Regions from separate parts of the Anas platyrhynchos genome. Here region 2 is linked to region 1. A link is a contact called in public Hi-C data. All regions are on one chromosome and are shown on one strand. Each heading gives the region's core, a stretch centred on a gene start, on an enhancer-like site or on the middle of the called end of the contact. The rest is flanking DNA. Distances are from core to core; before and after follow the strand shown.

Region 1 (2,700 bases), core at 147-2,646:
TAAGCTTAGGATAAATACTCAGGACAACTCAGCCTACATTGCAGAATACAGGAGGTATCTCCAGCATTAACTTTTCATCAAATTGAAAACTGGCAATTTATTCCTGCTGTTTTGTCTTTCAACCACTTGCTAATCCATGGCAGAAATTTACCTTCTACCTTGTGACTACCTGGTTTCTTTAATAACTTCTTGTAAGACAAAAGATTCCAAAAGTCCTAAGAAATTGTCAGCTTTTGAATCTTTATTTGCTGAAAACGAAGTGCTGCTAGATCTACAGGATCTCTGCCAAGTTTGGCTAGCGTATGTCTTCATCTCTTTCAAAGAGGGGTCCAGATCTTCTTAGTAAGCTAAATTAAACTAGTACTAAAATTAAAAATATAAAAATCTCTTTGTGTAAAGAGAGTTTCCTAAACCTACCATATCTGTGCTCTGTATCTATTCTTTATGAATCAATACTGAAATGACTTTTTCATCTTTGCCTATATATAAAAATGTTTTATAGGAAAAGGTAGTTAAAATCATGCCTTTGATGTCTTCAGAAAGGTTTTCGGTTGCTTAAATATAACCATACGGGGTTCCCAAATACAGGGCATCATCAGCCTGTGAATGATTTAGAAGCCAAAGTGGGACTGAAGTCAGGACATAAGGTAATCTGAACAGCTTGATGGTGAAACAAAGCAGAGAAAGGTGAGAAAACTGGTCATAGTGATATGCCCCATCCTTTGTGAAAAGAAAGGATGAAAAGAAAAGAAGCCAGGAAGAGACTGGCATTTTCTTCAACCTTTTGGGCACCTCCACCCTCTTGGACGTGGTTAAGCCATCTGTGCTGCTTTCCGATCTCAAGAAATAGGTGAGCTTGCCTTCTCTGTAGCTCTCCGGCAGGCAGCTGTTGCTCCAAATATGCACCAAGAAGGCAAAGTGGGGAAGCAGAAGTCTCAGATGGTTGATGCCGAGAAATGTTGGAAGAGATATTGCAGCTCGGGCATCAGAGTTTAAGAAAGTCTGCCTGTGTTATGGGTTAGGGTAGGCTTATCTCGGCATGGGTCCAAAGGCACTGCTGCCCTTTGGCAGATCTGATCTCAGCTGGGGTATTACGGAGCCATTTGGGCTGGGAGGGACCTTAAAGCCGACCCAGTTCCAGCCCCTCCGGGCTGGGATGCTGCCCGCCGGAGCAGGTTGCTCAAGGCATCACCCAGCCTGGCCTTGAGCACCTCCAGGGATGGGGCAGCCACAGCCTCTCTGGGCAGCCTGTGCCAGCCTCAGAGCCTCCCTTTTTCACCCAAAATCCTCCCTCGGGGGGCTGCCGGGCTCCCCCCGAGCCCGGGGCGGCCGGCGGGGGGCAGCCTCCGCCCGGCCCTGGCGGAGCCTCCGCGGGCGCGCAAGCCCCGTGATGTCAGGGGGCGGGGAGGAGGCGGCTCTGCGGCTGCATGTGTGTGTGTGTGAGTGTGTGTGTGAGTGTGTGAGGGTGTGTGTGAGGGTGTGTGAGTGTGTGAGGGTGTGAGTGTGTGTGTGTGAGCGCGTCTGACACGGGGTGGCGGTGTGACGGCGGGGCGTCGTCATCTGCATTCACATGGGGGAGGCGGGGGCATCCGCTTGAAGCCCCCCCCCCTCCCCCTAAAAATCACCCCCCCTCTCCCCATCATCATCATCCTCATCATCCTCCTCCTCATCCTCCTCCTCGCCTCCGCGGCCATGACTTCGGCCGAGCAGACCGTTACGTGGCTGATCGCCCTGGGCGTGCTGGAGTCGCCCAAGAAGACGGTGGCCGACCCCGAGGCTTTCCTGCAGTCCTCCCTGAAGGACGGCGTGGTGCTCTGCCGCCTCCTCGAGCGCCTGCTGCCGGGCTCCATCGACAAAGTAAGCGGCTGCCCGGCATGGCGGGGCCGGGCGGGGGGGGCTGCACCGCCTTTGTGCGGCCTCCGACACCGCCCCCGGGGTGCCGAGCTCCCCCGTGGGGGCACCCGGCTGGTCAGGGAGCCCCCCAGCCCCTCCCCGCCCTCCCCACACACCCCCGCCGTTCCCAATCGTAATAACGACCCCCTGGTTTGAGGTGTTCTTGTTCCTTTTTTTATTATTTTCGGTGGGCTGCGGTGCCCGCTGGGGAAAGTTTCCCCCTGGGGATGAGCGAAGGGCACTTGCCGTGTTGGTGGAGGGAAGGGGGTTTCAACTTTTTTTGGTTTTCGGGGCTTCCTTGCGTCGCCCGCTGAGCTACCAAGTTTGGGAGCCACCACTCGGAGTTTGGTGGGGCGCCGGGCTCGGTGTGCCACGCACGGGGAGTTGTCGCTGCTTTGTGTTGCACCATGGCACTGAGGTCCAGGACTGGCGTCCCCTGGGCTCAGTGGGGTCATTCCCGTCCCCGTGAGCAAAGTGGGGACACGGAAACCAGCCAGGAACGCCACCAAGATGATTGGAGGGGTGAGACCTCCTCCATGAGCAACGTGGGAGCCACCACGGGTGACGGGCAGAGCTGCCCAGGATGGCCACCACCACCTTTCCCCTCCAGTTGCCACCTGCATGTTGGAGGTGAAAATGCTGCGTGCCTGCTCCAAGGCTTTGGGTGCTGAGCTGTGAGGTAGGGAGAGGCTTTGGGGAAGGTCCTTCCCCTTCTGGAGGTGTCGGCCAGCCTGGTGGGATGGTGCCCTGAGCTTGTCATGAGGAACAGGCTCTACGGCAGGCTCGAAAACAAACACAAGCATGACA
Region 2 (2,700 bases), core at 3-2,502, 56 kb after region 1:
TTTATAGCAAAGGATGGAAAATACTCTCTGCAAAAATGGATCTGCCCTTCAAGATTGCTAGCAATTTTTTTCCCCCGTCTTTGGATGTTTTCTGATAGTGTTCAGTGCTTTGTCAATATATTTCATTTTCATCCTCGGTTTTGTCTCCTTTTCCTAACCAATGGCTATATAATGACTTCTGGCTGGCAGATTTTTGTAGGAAAAGCAATGCTGGAAAAGATTCATCTTGCATTTAGTTTCGAATTGTATGGATCCTAAGTACTTACAGGTTTCCATTTTAACAACCGACTTTTTTTGTATTATATTTGTGTTAGAAAGTGGGATTTTAATTTGTTTTATGATCAGTGCAAATATGGATTTAGTTTTTTTTGGTTCCCTCTGGTCTAAATGGTAAAGGTTTTTAGCTTTTTTTAATAAATTGTGCACCCATATTGTACTTCATGCTGCAGTTTTCTATTTAACAGCTATAGCTTTCTCTGTGACATTCTTCTGCCATCGTGTTTAGCAGAGAATGGAGACATTTTAATCTTCGGTTCAGATTTCCAACAAAAGAATGAACTCAAAAGTGGTCTCTCTCTTTCTCCAAATGAATAGAAGCATTGAAGGAATAAGCAGAATCAATGACACCAATGAAAGGAACAGTGAATTCTTCATTGACATACTGAACTATTTAAAGTTATTTCATCAGGTTTGCATTTAGGAATGAATGGCCTTTTTTTATTTCCTAAGAAAGAGTATTGACTAGAACAGTGAATAATGCACTCAATTACAGTCGTTACTATAAATGCTGAAATGAGATATTACTGTAGGCTTGACAAATACGGCATGCACCAAAATGAAAGGTTTCTGGTGTGGCTTATGAGCAATAAATTACAGAAAGTTTTCAAAGCTTACTCTGTCCTGTGAGCTGCATTTAATTCTGACGATTCCCCTGCTAGATCATTATCTTCTTGAAGACAAAAACTAATTTATTGCTAGAAGCACGGTAGAATTTGATGTGAATACATTGGAGGATATCTTAAAGCAGACTGCTTGGAGATGGCCCAGTAAAATGCTTCCTTGTACGTAGTTGGGAGCGTTCCAGTTGTTGGATTTATATTCAGCCCGAAAGCAAGTGTGTGCTGTGTCTTATACACTTGTAATTTCCTTGTGGTAGTGTATGTTACTGCACTCACAGTTGAAGCCTAGGTGTCCCCATTTAAAAAGAATGCAACGAGGCTGAGGATTTTGCTAAGTAAAGCTGATGGTTATTTGGTGTTTATAAGCTGACCTTTCCGCTCTCTGAGTCAGTGAACACTTAGCAAGCAAGATAAGTTGTTCTGAGTTGTAATTGAGACTGAGAAAACAACGCTCATTGTTTCTTTTACAACTTCTAATGTGTTTTACCATTCTCTGCTCTTTGAGTGTTTTGCAGTACACGGGAGGAATAACTACTCCTTGCTCTGGAAGAACACTCTGTATAGCTCTCTCTACTTTTACAATAAAAACTTGCTTTAGCATAATGTATTCCTGTTACCACTTTATGTGACTGAAGGATGGCTTGTGTGTGTATGTGTGTCATTTTTCCTGAGAGTTTCATAAATACATAGTCTTTAATGCTTTTCTCTTGATATTAACATTTTTAATACAGCACCCTTCTTTTAAATTTTGAAATTTTTAAATTACTACGTAATTTCTAGTACATTTTAAAACTGTTAACAGGTTGAGCCTTTTAAAGAATCTCTTAAAAAATACCAATTAGCAATTGTCATTTATTGCAGGTGCTACAAAATATATTAGAAACAGAAAACGAATACGCTAAGGAGCTACAGACAATGCTTTCAAACTACCTGCGACCACTGCAAGCTAGTGAAAAGTATGTGAGTTTGTTTTGGCTTCTAAAGTAAGGCTGGATATCACTTGGGGACTGGGGAGGGTTTATGTGGTTGAAGCTTCAGTTTTAGTGAATAATGCATGTTTTCTTGTGTGGACCCTGAGATCCTTGAGGCAGGGATTGCTGCTTCAAGTTTCTTTTATTCTGCTTGATTGCTGATCAGGACAGGCTGATCTTGATCAAAGAAGCTTTTTTTTTTTTTTTAAAAAAAAAAAAAGTTGTAGGTTTTATTAAAGCACAATTAGTCAATAACTGCTATGCTAAACACCTTTTATTTACCTTGGCTCCAGGTTAAACTCAGCAAACACTTCATACTTAATGGGAAACCTGGAAGAAATAAGTTCTTTCCAACAAATGCTTGTACAGTCCTTAGAAGAATGCACCAAGTAAGTACAACGTGTACCAGATTCTGAAAAATCCTAACAAGCAAATATTATATTACTTCTCCTGTTGTGTATGTTAATGTTTGAGATGAAACTTTGTTGCTCTAATTGTAACCATAGCTGCTACAGCAAAAAAAGGGATAGGTGTTTGGGTAATCACTGCTTGCTCGCACAGATAGCTGTTGGTCCTAGGATGCAATTGCAGAGGTAGCAATTTTTGGAATAGCTTGGAAACAATTTATAAATAGCCATGAGTTGCTTACCAGTGGGAAGGTGCTTTAAAAAAAAAAAAAGCAGTGTTTTTTACTTTGGAGGCTGGAATTTCTAAATGATTAAGACAATGAAGGGAACTTACACTGTGATGGAGCAGTGGAGGCTGGGGGAAATGACCATATAAGAAGCATGAAGCAGAGAGAGAGCGAGAAGGGAAAGAAGATTGAGAGA

The links. A called contact is a pair of places that touch in the nucleus more often than the background predicts.
Region 2: a contact with region 1 is called in a Hi-C map of skeletal muscle, with 1.6 times the contacts expected there. The contact joins the enhancer-like site here to the promoter of ARHGEF7 in region 1. A contact is called at or near these places in 2 of 8 Hi-C or Micro-C datasets (skeletal muscle and subcutaneous adipose tissue).

What each region holds. Positions count from the first base shown.
Region 1 is chr1:146,723,224-146,725,923 of IASCAAS_PekinDuck_T2T, forward strand. ARHGEF7 (Rho guanine nucleotide exchange factor 7) reads left to right here and starts at 1,397. Exons shown (of 23, transcript XM_027444149.3): 1 at 1,397-1,857. The coding sequence starts at 1,693.
Region 2 is chr1:146,779,734-146,782,433 of IASCAAS_PekinDuck_T2T, forward strand. ARHGEF7 (Rho guanine nucleotide exchange factor 7) reads left to right here. Exons shown (of 23, transcript XM_027444149.3): 8 at 1,761-1,855; 9 at 2,164-2,259. Among named protein-coding and RNA genes, the nearest start is that of ARHGEF7, 56 kb to the left of the region's middle. Within about 2 kb of position 1,253, at least 1 of the 8 cell types and tissues checked has an H3K27ac peak or open chromatin away from gene starts, as enhancers often do.